2 separate regions of the Hordeum vulgare genome follow, and region 2 is linked to region 1. Evidence: chromatin contacts called from public Hi-C data. All regions are on one chromosome and are shown on one strand. Each heading gives the region's core, a stretch centred on a gene start, on an enhancer-like site or on the middle of the called end of the contact. The rest is flanking DNA. Distances are from core to core; before and after follow the strand shown. Region 1 has its middle 5.0 kb from the start of LOC123439844. Region 2 holds the start of LOC123443622 (sec-independent protein translocase protein TATC, chloroplastic).

Evidence for each region. A called contact is a pair of places that touch in the nucleus more often than the background predicts.
Region 2: a contact with region 1 is called in a Hi-C map of leaf, with 2.9 times the contacts expected there. The contact joins the promoter of LOC123443622 here to the enhancer-like site in region 1. A contact is called at or near these places in 3 of 6 Hi-C or Micro-C datasets (leaf and seedling) and 1 of 1 datasets of contacts at active chromatin or transcription factors (embryo).

What each region holds. Positions count from the first base shown.
Region 1 is chr3H:253,120,844-253,126,786 of MorexV3_pseudomolecules_assembly, reverse strand. No RefSeq gene overlaps it. Among protein-coding and RNA genes, the nearest start is that of LOC123439844, 5.0 kb to the right of the region's middle. Within about 2 kb of position 1,871, at least 3 of the 3 cell types and tissues checked have open chromatin away from gene starts, as enhancers often do. A contact at or near this core is called in leaf and seedling, where this site is marked.
Region 2 is chr3H:253,293,888-253,300,266 of MorexV3_pseudomolecules_assembly, reverse strand. It overlaps LOC123443622 (sec-independent protein translocase protein TATC, chloroplastic), which reads right to left and starts at 2,912. Exons shown (of 4, transcript XM_045120095.1): 1 at 2,468-2,912. The coding sequence starts at 2,720.

The sequences.
Region 1 (5,943 bases), core at 622-3,121:
GGATATTTGAAATATTAAATTTTGTTTTTTTGGCTGTTTTCAAGTCCCTTCTTGCTTTAGTTATAAAAGATTCCTTTCCTAAAATAGGAGTTTTTTGAAAAAGTTTATTGACTTGAGTGTTGCCTCAAATATTTTATTTCCAATTATTTCCAAATCAAATGAAGACATTTTTGTAAATATTTTCCTTAGGGTTCATTTATTCAAAAGTTTACTTCTAAGGCCTGATTTGAACTGCAACCATTTGATAATTTCTTTTAAGAATTTCACAAAAACTTGGAAATGACCTAGTATGTTTTGAGTCAATTTTATGAAATAATCTAGCCAAGTGTTTTGGAATAAGTGAGCACATTATATTCTTTTCCATTTTTTTATCCAATTTGGTATTTGCACTACAACCCCTAGTGAGAACTCTTCAAAAATTCTACAAAAATTTGGAGTTGTCAACGAGTTTATATAAGTCACTTTTGTGCAAAAAACCCACTTTGTGTTTTGAAAATCTTAAGCACCACTTCTTATTTTCTGTTCTGGACCAGATTTGTAGTTTGCACTGCAAACCTATTAATTTCTTGCCCAAAGCTTTTAAAATTTTACTTCATACAAAGGACCCTACAAAACCCTTAAGTCAAGAATTTCAGCCCCAATGGCATTGTTTGAGACCATGTTATAACACCATTTTGTTCGTGTCGAGGAATGCACTTTTGCAAAAATTGCACTAGGAAGTTTTTGTTTTGCCAAAATTAACCTTGCCATCTTTGTTATCTTCCAAGAAGACCTCAACCTGAAAAATTTGGTGGCTAACAAGAATACGTGGAGGCCCCTCGCATTTTACCAAACACTCTAGGTGCATGACCTGAGCTGGCATACTTCTTAAAATGCATTGTGGAAATCCTTTCCATGCAAAACGAGCATGTCCATCAGAACTTGAGTAACCAGCTTAGCCATCCTGTTAAGTTACACCTCAAACCAAACCCGTAGTGGCATTCAGTCGAACACCTGCCACGCACACCCAGAGCATGACCAGAGCGCGCGTTTTGCATGTGTAGTGCAGTAGATGTCGCGCCCACCTGCCTTGTTTCCAGTGTCACTCGCGTAGTGGCAGCCTGCAGCTCCTCATTACTGACACTGCTGGCACTTGCTGCACCATCTGCAACCGTGATGGCCGCTGATGCCAGCTACGGCTGCCCCGGCGAGTACAACACCGCCCGAGCCACCCCTGCCCGCCAACTCCCCCCGCCGCCAAAGCCAGCGAGTCAGCTAGCCAGACCGCCAGCCGGGACCCCGCTTGACCCTCCCCTGCGTCGCCACGTCTCCCTGCATCTCCAGAGGCGGTCGGCCGACGATCTTATCGCCATTGCCTCAGACCGACCTCGAGGCCCAATAAGTAGACGCACCCGAGCACTTCTAGTGATCGCAACCCTTCCTCCCGGCCATAGCAAGCTTTCTCTTGCCCCAATTTCGCCCGAGGCCGTCTCCTTCCCCACCGCCGGTAGTTTTGGACTTCGCCGTTCTCGACTAAATTCGAGCAAGCCAGAGCCCCTCCTTGCCCCTTTCCTTCTCTGTTAGAACCCCATGACCCCGTGAACCCATTTCCCCCACAGTTTGGCCGGGGAGCCACAGCGAGCAAAGCTCCCTCCATGACCGAAGCTCAGTCCGGCATTGCCAATTCCCTGCTCAACATGAAGCTCTCCGACCATGGATTTCCCCTCCATGCGGTGTGGGTAGTTCCCCTAAGCGCGTGGATGTGCCGGGCATTGAGGATGGTGTCACGTGGCGCCGGCAAAACATCGCCAAACTTGCCCTGTTCTCTATTCACGCGTGCACGAAGGAGGGAGATGAACCCGATAGGTGGCCCCCACCTGTCGGTGAGCCAACCGTTGCCCCAGTGGCGCAGTTGAGCCGATGCGGCGTCCCACTGAGTAAGCGTACTGAGGTAAGTGCGTGTTCATTTTCGAAAAGCGTATATGAGCTGAACCGTCTTCTTTTGATAATTTGTTTTTAAAAACAGAACTTTGACCAGATTTTGAATGGCCCTAGTTTCAAAAATAATAGTCCAAATGAGTTGATTCTTTTCTCACCTCTTTCAAATTTCATCTAGTTATTTTTGTATTTCTTTGAAAAAATTTCAAAGACAACTTTCTGTACTGTTTTTAAATTGTGTGTTAATTAAAATATTTTCAAACTAGGCTATGAAGAGAGGAGCAAAAATTCAAAAGTTTTGGAGTGCAGCCTACCTCTCTACACTTGGAAGGCAAGCATTCTGAACCTACGTATATCTTGGTTGTGTGTGGGTTACTTGATGATAAAAACAGTATGGTTATGTTAAACAAGTGGTGTTATTTTATGTGATAATCATGCATGTGGTTTCATGATTTGAAAGTACAATTGTTGCATGATTGAGATGCATGGGACATCAGTCACATCTTCCTACCACATATGTCTACCGGATAGGATCCGATGAGAGTCGGTGTCTTGTGGAGACACGACCTTGGGACTGACATCTCGTGGGACGAGAGTGGTCATCAAGGCATGAAGGGGTACGACACGTAGTGAATCTATCTGCGGTGATAAAACATTTTAGTTGTGCTAATCATTCAGGGAATAATTTAACCTCCTGAGTCGACCATAGATCGAGTCTTGTGAGTGTGTCACCTTAACCCATTCGTGCTTCCACAAGTCTTCCTCAAAGGGAATATGGTTCAGTAGCTAGTAAACCTATTACCAGGTACACACCAAGTAGAGGGACCGGGATGAAGGTATCCGGGGCGCTAGACTAAATCCAGTAATCTAGTCAAGGGGCATGGGTGTTTCCAGTGTGGGCCCGAGAGGGAAGAGCTCTTCCCTTGTAGCGCTTGATATAATTTTGATCCCATGCTAGTCGAGGTTGGAGCCTCCCCGTCTTATGGTTTTTCTCTGGCAGCGTAGTCCGAGTGATATCGGCCTTCACGGGAGAAAAATGGGTGTGTAATGGTTTTGAGTGTTTACTTCTAAAATACCGTACGCGGGATTAGTCCGAGTGACTATCGAAAACCCGTGGGCTATGGGTAAAGAGTACACCCTCTGCAGACCCAAAACTATTCGAGTAGCCGTGTCCATGGTCAAGGACGACTGGTTGACTAGTCAAGTGTTGGTCTTCACAGGAAGTTAAGAAACCGTGAGACTAATCAGGAAATGTGGTGGATGATCATAAATAATATTATTTTACTGTGGACTAACCCCTATGATTATGATTGATGAATATTCCTAGGACGGTTCTACCTCCTAGATATTCATTTTTTTTTCATATAAGCCCTTTATGTGGTGTCGCTTAGACGCCCGACTACAGCATGTTTATCATCTCATATAAGCCCTTTACGTGGTGTTGCTTAGACGCCCGACTGCGGCATGTTTATCATTTCATAATAGCCCTTTATGTGGTGTCGCTCACATGCCCGACTGTGGCACGCTTGTTATTATTTTATTCAAGCCCTGTCTGTGGTGTCGCTCAGACACCGACGGAGGCATGTTTTATGTCACATCCGTTAATCTTACACTTATTGATTGCTTATTAAGTTCTCAATAGGATTATATTTTCATTACTAGTACTTGAGTAGTACATCATGGTTGACAAAGTATTGTGGTATTATTACACGTGTATATTAACCCTCTCAATTTATGCTTGTTTTTATGATGTTTTTGAGTACATTCAAAGTACTCACTGGCTTGTCCCTGGCTATTGCCTTGGCCAGATTGCGTGCTTGGAAAGGAGGAAACCGACGATAACCCCGTTACCTAGGCACCGAAGACAACACTCGTGTGAGATAGGAATTATCCAGGCCAGCTGTTCCTGTGGGAAATGGAGTCCTAGAGACACTGGATATCCCCGAATCGCTTCCGCCATCAACCATTAGAAACCTTTTTGATGTACTCAATGGACCACATCGGTCTTGTACTTCAAGTTCATATTTTTTCTTGGACAAATGTATCAAGTATTTATGCACCAGCTAACAGTATTTCTGGGGCTGGTATGCACAAGGGCCATTTTGAAGGGAAATTTGAATCCCTGAAAATCCGGTCGTGACATCTTGGTATCAGAGCCAGGCTGACCATTGGCTAATCCTATCTTAGCCGGGTCAGTAAACCCTAGGTAACCACCCAGCCAAGCCTACCGAAACGAGTAGTCCGAATAGTGTTCGCAAATACCTTTCGGCAATCGGTGCCCAACCTATCTGACTAGTTCTGTGGTCACACGCCTGTGACCGCCGAGCAAGTTGTCCTTTTTTTGCAATCTTGCAAGGGAAGACTCTATTTTCCTTTCTATAAAGGGAATGATTGCCTAGCACAACACATCACAGCCACCACCACCTCCCAAGATGCCAGGGCCCATTTTTCACAATGAGACCACTGTTGCGGATCAAGGAGGTTTTGTAGCCACTTGGCCAACCTAACCCGTCGTGCCTTTGCCAGGGAAGAGCCTCCGAAATATGTTGTGTACCAAGAGCACACGAGTGATGCCATCCATCACTTCTGGGCAACGATACACATCTACGACAGGAGTATCACCCAAGAGCGTCCCCATCGGTTCACCGAAAGGACAACTTCCTACGAGCCCGAAGCCTTCCAGCTAGCAGCTCGAGAGGCAATAGTTCAACTCCGGCACGTGTCACCAAGAATTAACTGTCGCTCGTTCTACTACTACCCTAGCTGTGAAGATTATGGTAGGCCGCTCCAAGTCGCGCAACGGAGACCATGAGACCGACCCCGCCCTGTTGCACCTCGTGTGCTACTTGAGGGCGCAAGAGGCACCGTACGGCCAAGTCACCCTCGACCTGCTTGCAGATCATGAAGAGCTAGCTCATCTTGACCCAAGGAGAATAGAAGTGGAGCCCGACGCCAGCAACCCTGTAGTGCTGTTTGGGAGACCAATTGAGCTCACAAGGTTTGTCATAGCTGCTCAACTGAATCATGCGCCTATCTTCCCTAAGGAGCTTCACCGCATTTTGGGGATTTCCTCCAATGGAACAGTAGCCACAACACCCCAAAATGGATACCACCGCTACCCCAGCCTTGTAGTTCCACCTCCTTCCCCGAGCAACCGTGACGCCATGGTTCCAGCAAACCCGACGTCTGCAAGACCTATCCACCTAGATTTAAATGAAGTAGACTAAGCCATAAGCGCCTTAGTGTTCTCTTGCGGGCTATGTATGAGCTGGTATTGTCATAAAATAGATGGGGTTTTTGTACCAGTATTTTTTTAGTACTGTTGATAGCCATGTATGTGTGCTTTTGGCCGCATAGCTTATAGTTGGACGTAACCACGAGAAGCCAATTCCCAACCGACCACCGCAGTAAGAAGTCACATTTCATGGACTATTATCTGTGGCCCTGACCGAACCACGTCAGAGTGCCGCCAACCACCGAGACCAACCCAACCTAAGGCTTGTGCGCTAACCCCGCCCTATATAAGAGTTACCAAGTGATTTTTTCAAGCATCCCTCACCTTGTGCATTGCAGTCACAACCTTTTTGACATGCTACCCCAAGGGAGTTACATCAGAACTCCGGATGCAACTCTGGGCAGTTTTGTTAGGATATTGTGGGATTTTACCCGCAATACCATGGTTCTCCCCTTCCACCCCAGTACGAGCTGTTCAAGTCAAGGATCACTTCCACTACCTCGAAATATTGGGTAGTTGTGCACATTTTCCCAGTGGACCCTAACCAAGACCCCACGGAAGTCTGCTTCAGCGGAAAATCTATGTCTACCTTGAAAATGGCCATAGAGGTTGCTGCCTACGAAGCGATTACTCGCCTTCGATTTGAAGTACCATATGCGAGTGAAAGGGGGTACTGTTATTTTCTGAGCCGTGCAGTGCCCGGAGGAGCAACGTCTTTTCTAGACACTCATGTAGAGAGAGACCCAGTGTTGATCAGACTCGTGCAATATGTCATCGCTCAAGAGCGTTTG
Region 2 (6,379 bases), core at 1,663-4,162, 170 kb before region 1:
TCATGCGCGCTTGTTGGCACACAGTGCAGCAAGACCTAGTGGATGTCTTCCAGCAGCTCTATGACATGCGCGGCCGGGGTTTCGCTCGCCTCAACCAGGCGCTGCTCGCCTTGCTCCCCAAGCGCGCCGACGCCGCCACCTTCGGGGACTACAGGCCGACCAGCCTTATCCATCTCGTCGCCAAGGTGTTCGCTAGAGTGCTCTCACTCCGCCTAGGCCCACAGCTGGATCGCCTCGTCAGCCCGAACCAGAATGCATTCATCCCCGAGCGCAGCCTGCATGATAACTTTGTCCTCGTCAAACAATCTGCGCGGCTGCTCCACCAGCTCAAAGCCCCACAAGCCCTCCTCAAACTGGACCTGGCGAAGGCATTTGACTCGATCTCCTGGCCTTTTGTCTTCGAGGTGCTGCAGCGCTACGGCTTTGGCGTTCGCTTCCGAGCATGGATGGCCATCCTGCTATCTTCAACAAGCACTAGGGTGCTGCTCAATGGCGACCCGGGCCCCCCCATTTGGCATCGTCGTGGCTTCCGGCAGGGCGACCCGTTGTCCCCGCAGCGTCAATCGGGCCACCTCGCTGGGAATCATGCAGCAGCTCCACCCGCGGCGCACGGTGCCAGCAATCTCGCTGTACGCAAACGACGTCGTGCTGTTCTGCCACCCTTCACCGGCCGAGATCACCACTGTCAAAGGAATCTTGCACCTCTTCGGCCGCGCCTCCGGACTCCACGTCAATTTCGCCAAGAGCACGGCGACCCTCATTCGCTGCGACGAGGACGCGGCAACCGCTGCAATACAACTACTCGGTTGTCCCATCGCCGAGCTCCCAGTTACCTACCTGGGAATCCCACTCACGATCCGACGACCGACGGCGGCGCAGCTGCAGCCCCTGGTGGACAAGGTGCAAGGTGCGGGGCCAACTTCCGTCTTGGAAGGCTTGGCTCATGAACAAGGCTAGGCGCCTCGCGACGGTGAAATCAGTCCTCTACGCAGTTCCCATTCACCAACTGCTCGTCTTTGCGCCGCCCAAGAAAACCATCAAGCAACTTGAGAAGATTGAGCGCGGCTTCTTGTGGGCTGGCCGCGAGGCTGCCAATGGGGGAAACTGCCATGTAAACTGGCGTCGGACCTGCCGTCCTATCGAGCTCGGAGGCCTTGGCATCCCAGACCTCGAGCGCGCCGGGCTGGCACTTTGTCTGCGATGGCTATGGCTCAGCCGCACCGACCATGACAGAGCGTGGAGCGGGCTCGACCTACAGTTCTCGGCGGATGAGCGCACCCTGTTCTTCACCTGCACCACAATGACCCTGGGAAACGGCCTCTCGGCCCTTTTCTGGGATGACCGCTGGATTGACGGCCGATCCGTCGGCGAGATAGCGCCGCAGCTCCACGCCTGCATCCCCACACGCAAGAGGAAGGTGCGGACCGTCGCGGAGGGGCTCAATGCCAATGCTTGGGCTAGCGACATCGAGGGCACTCTCGGCGTCCACGAGATTGGTCAGTACATCCGCCTCTGGAACACCATCGAGCACACCATCCTGATCAACACGCCCGACCAGCTCACCTGGAAGTGGACCATGAATGGATCATACACTACCAAGTCTTACTACAAGGCTACCTTCCAGGGATCCATCCCCAGCGCCTCCTCGAAGCTCATATGGAAGAGTTGGGCACCACCCGGGGTGCGCTTCTTCCATTGGCTTGCTGACCAGGACCGATGCTGGAACTCAGATCGCTAGGCTCGACGAGGGCTGCAGCACCACGACCCTTGCCTCTTGTGCTGCCAGGACCCCGAGACGATGGACCACTTGCACCTCCACTGCCCCTTCTCCAGGCAGGTACGGAAAGATGTCATCACCTGGCTTCGCTTGCCGTGCACACACCCCAGCCACGAGTCTTCCCTTCTTGCCTGGTGGCATAGCGCCAAGCAGAGTATTCCGCCCATGCGCAAAGGCTTCGCCTCCATGGCCCTGCTGACCCCGTGGATGATTTGGAAGCACCGCAACAGCTGCGTGTTCGAGGGCACCCAACCCTCGGCCAACGACCTGGTTGCGAGGATCAAAGACGAGGCGTCCCTCTAGACCAAGGCGGGAGTGGCTGGCCTCCGCGTCATCATCCCCCAGACCTGGGACGTGCACTAACTACGTGTAATCATCATCAGTATTGTCCCTCCTAGGAGGATTGTAACATAAACTCTACCTTTTCAATACAAAGAAACGCATGAATCTCACTTTTCAATACAAAGAAACGCATGAATCTCACTGCGTTTTCTCGAAAAAAGAACTTCCTCAGAAAATTTAGTAGCCATTCAAGTGCAGATCCTCTGAAACCCTCCAATTGCCCAATCAATCGTTCCACTAATACTCCTGACTTGCGAGTTCAACTAAACTAGTATAGCCCAGATCCCTCCGAGATCTCAACTCAACAATATACTACCAAGAAAGCATGGGAACAGGCTAGAGGCGTACCACGTCCTGCAAGTGGATCTTGGAGGGTGGCGCCGAGGCTGCTCGATGGAGACTCTTCTCTTTGAGACGCTGGCAAATTCGTGTCCTGGCCGCTGCTCCCCTCAACGGCGGAACAGCGAAGGTGCCGGCGGCGGCAGTGGAGGGGCTCGGGCGTGCATGAGGACAGATGGGGAAGGGAGATGTGGTGGCGACGGAGGAGGATACTGCCGAGTTGCGGTGGCGGGCGGGAGAGCAGCGCTCCTGCGCTTCCCATGGTCTCTCGCGGGAGCTCGATAGGTGATAAACCGATAATTTTCTGCTTGCTACAGCCAGTTCCGTGTAGGTGTTGCTTCCAGACCTTCTTCTTCTCCTCCCTGGCTCCTCGGATATGCTTCTGCCATTTTTTTAGAATCTTTTTTTTTAGGAATTTGTTTAGAAGCCTGGATGTGCTTCTGCTGTTACCGGCCACACAAGTCCTCGCCAGCACGCCCCGGCCACACTTTTATCAGGTTGTGTGCCGTACCTGCTTGAAGACTTCGCCTCACAGATTGGCCGTACAATGCCCTAGGAGCATCTTCAGCCGTTTGATATTCGAGGAGGCATTTTATTTTTTTCGCGGCTTAGGAGATTGCCGGTGAAAATTTTAGTCTAAAGTGTACATTTTTCACTCGTTGTGTCTCTAAGAACAGTGTTGGGGCTCATGAAGGCAGCGTCATTTCATCGACAGGTCGGAGATAGCGTCGTGGCAGCCCTCGTGGTCGAGCACACAGACGAGCATCTTGAGCGCGGCGGCCTCGACGACGAGCGCCCACTCCGAGTGGACGGAGAGATCGAGCGCCTTAAGCAAGGACGACAGGTCGGAGGCCCTCCGCCCTGGTGCCCTCTGCCCCGACCGCGAGCTCCGCCCCAGTGACGCTTCCTCGACAAGTGCCTCGAGGTCTTCCACGCCCTTCCCACCGAGCGGCGGCGGCGGCGGCGCAAGCGTGCTAGGTGTGGGCTGCCATGGCCGTGTCCGTGTGTGCATGGAGGGACAGAGAGATAGGATGGATGTGTATGGAGGGGGCATGTGGGTGGGCCAGGGAGGGAAAGGGAGGAGAGTGGCGCTCGCAGGTGGGCTAGCACTGTAAAACGGCGAAATTAGCCCCCTCCCCCCCCCTGTGCCCTCCATCTCCCTGGGGTTTGCCTTGGGGATGCCGACGCATTTTTTGGTCAAATCCGATGAAAATTGAGAAGTTGAGGGCGAGTGGGAGGTTTTTTATTCATCGGCGGTTAAAAAGTGCTCTCGGGGCTTGTTGGGGGTGCGGCTGGCACTAGTAAATTTTCATGTTTATTATCTTTTGTTTAAAAAGGCCAAAATAAAACCTTAGAAACAACAACATAAGAGCAACTCCAACGCGCCGACCCAAATGGACGACGCTTGTGTCCGATTTTTATCCGTTTAGGTCGGCACCCGCTCGACGTCCGTCGCGTTTAAGATTTGGTTCGGCGGTATGCCCAAAGCCCGCAACCCATTTCATGTCCGCGCACACATTTGAAAAGTAGATCAAGCCAGCGATCATGCCATCGCCGAGAGTTCATGTCGGCACCAGGCCAGCTTCACAAAACAGTTCATGTTGGCGCATTTGCCAACGGCCGACACACATGCCAGCACAAAAAAAGGGACGGGAGTTCGACCATGGTCATGCCAGCGTACTTGCCAGCATACAGAAAAGGATGGCGCTCGACGTCATAGATGACTCGTGTCGATCTTGAGCATGTCGGCATGCATCTTCTCGAACCACGGTCTCTTCCTTGGCGACACGGTGTTGAGATCCACCTTCATGATCTCTACCCCCGTCATCATGCTAGCGAGAGCCACTTCTTTCGCCTTGGTCTTGGCATTGGCGGCCTCGATCTCAAGCATCTTGGCTTGCTTATCCGCCTCCATCTCAAGCATCATGGCTTGCTTCTCCGCCTCCATCTCAAGCCTCCTCCTTTGTATCTTCATGAAGGCGTTCATTTGCTCTTCCTTGTCTTGTTGGCGCCGCTCCTCCCTTGAATCCTTCTTGCTATCATGCCCTCCATGGTTGCGATCAAGGCGATCGATGCCGCATCCCGCTTGTTCTCCTTCTCTGGAGTTAGTCTTTCCCCACGGTCGTGGCTTCTCACCCTCCCCAACCTCCTTCACGACTTCCTTCCCTCATGCGCTATGAGGGCGGCATATTGGAGCTTGAACTTCTCTTCATCTTTAATGATCCTCCAACAATGATAAAGGTTGAAGGACTTGCCTTCGTGTTGGAGCTTGAATGCCTCCAAAGCTTGGAATGCCTCCAAAGCTTGGAATGCCTGCAAATGATTTAAACACACGCATATTAGCGAATGAACATGAAAACAAAGAAGGGTGCGTGCATGCATACCATGTCTTGCATGCCGATGCCGCTCACGGTGCGTGTCTCGATGCTCTCGTAAGTGGAACAAAACTTATTGCATTCTTCTTGGATCACCTTCCATCGCTTCGAAATGGACACCCACCCGTGCATGCTTTGCATTTGGTATGACGGAAACTTCTTGTGTTCGTGAAACTCACAATGGACATGAATCCAAAAGGTTGATGCCTTTTGTTCGGCGCCGACCTTGGGGTCTTGCCCAATGTCCCTCCAACACTCACAAAGGAGCTTGTCCTCAGCCGCTGTGTATGCTTTTGTCCGTTCGCTCTTTCGCTTGGGCTACACCCCAACGGCTTGGTGAAAGCACATATGCTCCCTTGGTGATTTTGATAATTCATGAAAACATACATTGTCTCTTGGACTAGTGCTTTTACCTATATATATATTAGGCTCCATGGAGAGCTATGGCTTAAGGTTTATGTGGAGATGCCCCTGGATGCTAGAAAGGAATAATATTGTCTCAAGCTTCAAGCTAGAAGACTCTCCATTCTATATTATGAGAAATCACTTTTGAGTCCATATGAAAGCCAATACTATATCTGTCTCGGTTGGAATTATCATTCTTTTGGAATCTTGACCTTTTGAAACAATTCTTCCAATCAGCCTATTTTTTGTTAAAGAGTTGACTATCATTGCAACTCGGTTTCACCGAATTGGGAAACCCGGTCCAACCGATTTCTCCAAGAGGCTTAAATATCAATCTCGGTTCTACCAACTCATTATGACTCGCTGACTCCGACTTTTCTGACTTTGTTGCTGTGATAATTACTTCCGGACTATTGTCTTAGGGGGAGATGACTTCTCTAGGGGGAGAAAAATATCAGTGTTCCCATGCAATATAAGAGTGAGAATCCTCTAGGATCCCTAACTTAGGGGGGGCCATTCAAGGACCTCTTATCCATACCTAAGGAGGAGAACATTCAATGAATACTACAGAATATCTAAGGGGGGAAGACAAATTCCAGGAACCCTTACAAACGAGAGGAGTATCCAGAATCCTCTTTATTCTCTCAATGAGCCCTTACCCTCCGACCTTTCTGTTTGGTAATTGTGCCAAAGAGGGAGAAATATCATCAAAGCTTCCATTCAGTGAACCTATTTATAGGGGAGAAATACTATCAAGAAGCTTATACAAAAGAGGGAGCAACAACACTAAGGGATCGATCCCTCAATTGGTATCAGAGCAAGGTCTCCAAAACCTTGGCTTAGCCGCCATTGGAGGAAGATGGATGTGATTAGTTCCCAGATTTTTAGTTGTAGAGTGCTTATTCTTGATGGGGAGTACTTTAGACAATGGAAAGATGAAATGCTTGATATATTCGATGAGTTCCATTTGCGCAAGTATATTGAATACCCCCATGCGCCTCCCATTGACCCCATACATCCTTCTCATGATGATGAAGTTAGTATGCTTGGTAATCTTAACATTGTCAATCTTTTCATTAGAGGTTACCAAGAAATGTGATTAATCAGTTGCAAAACTTTGAGTGGGCTCATACCTTGTGGA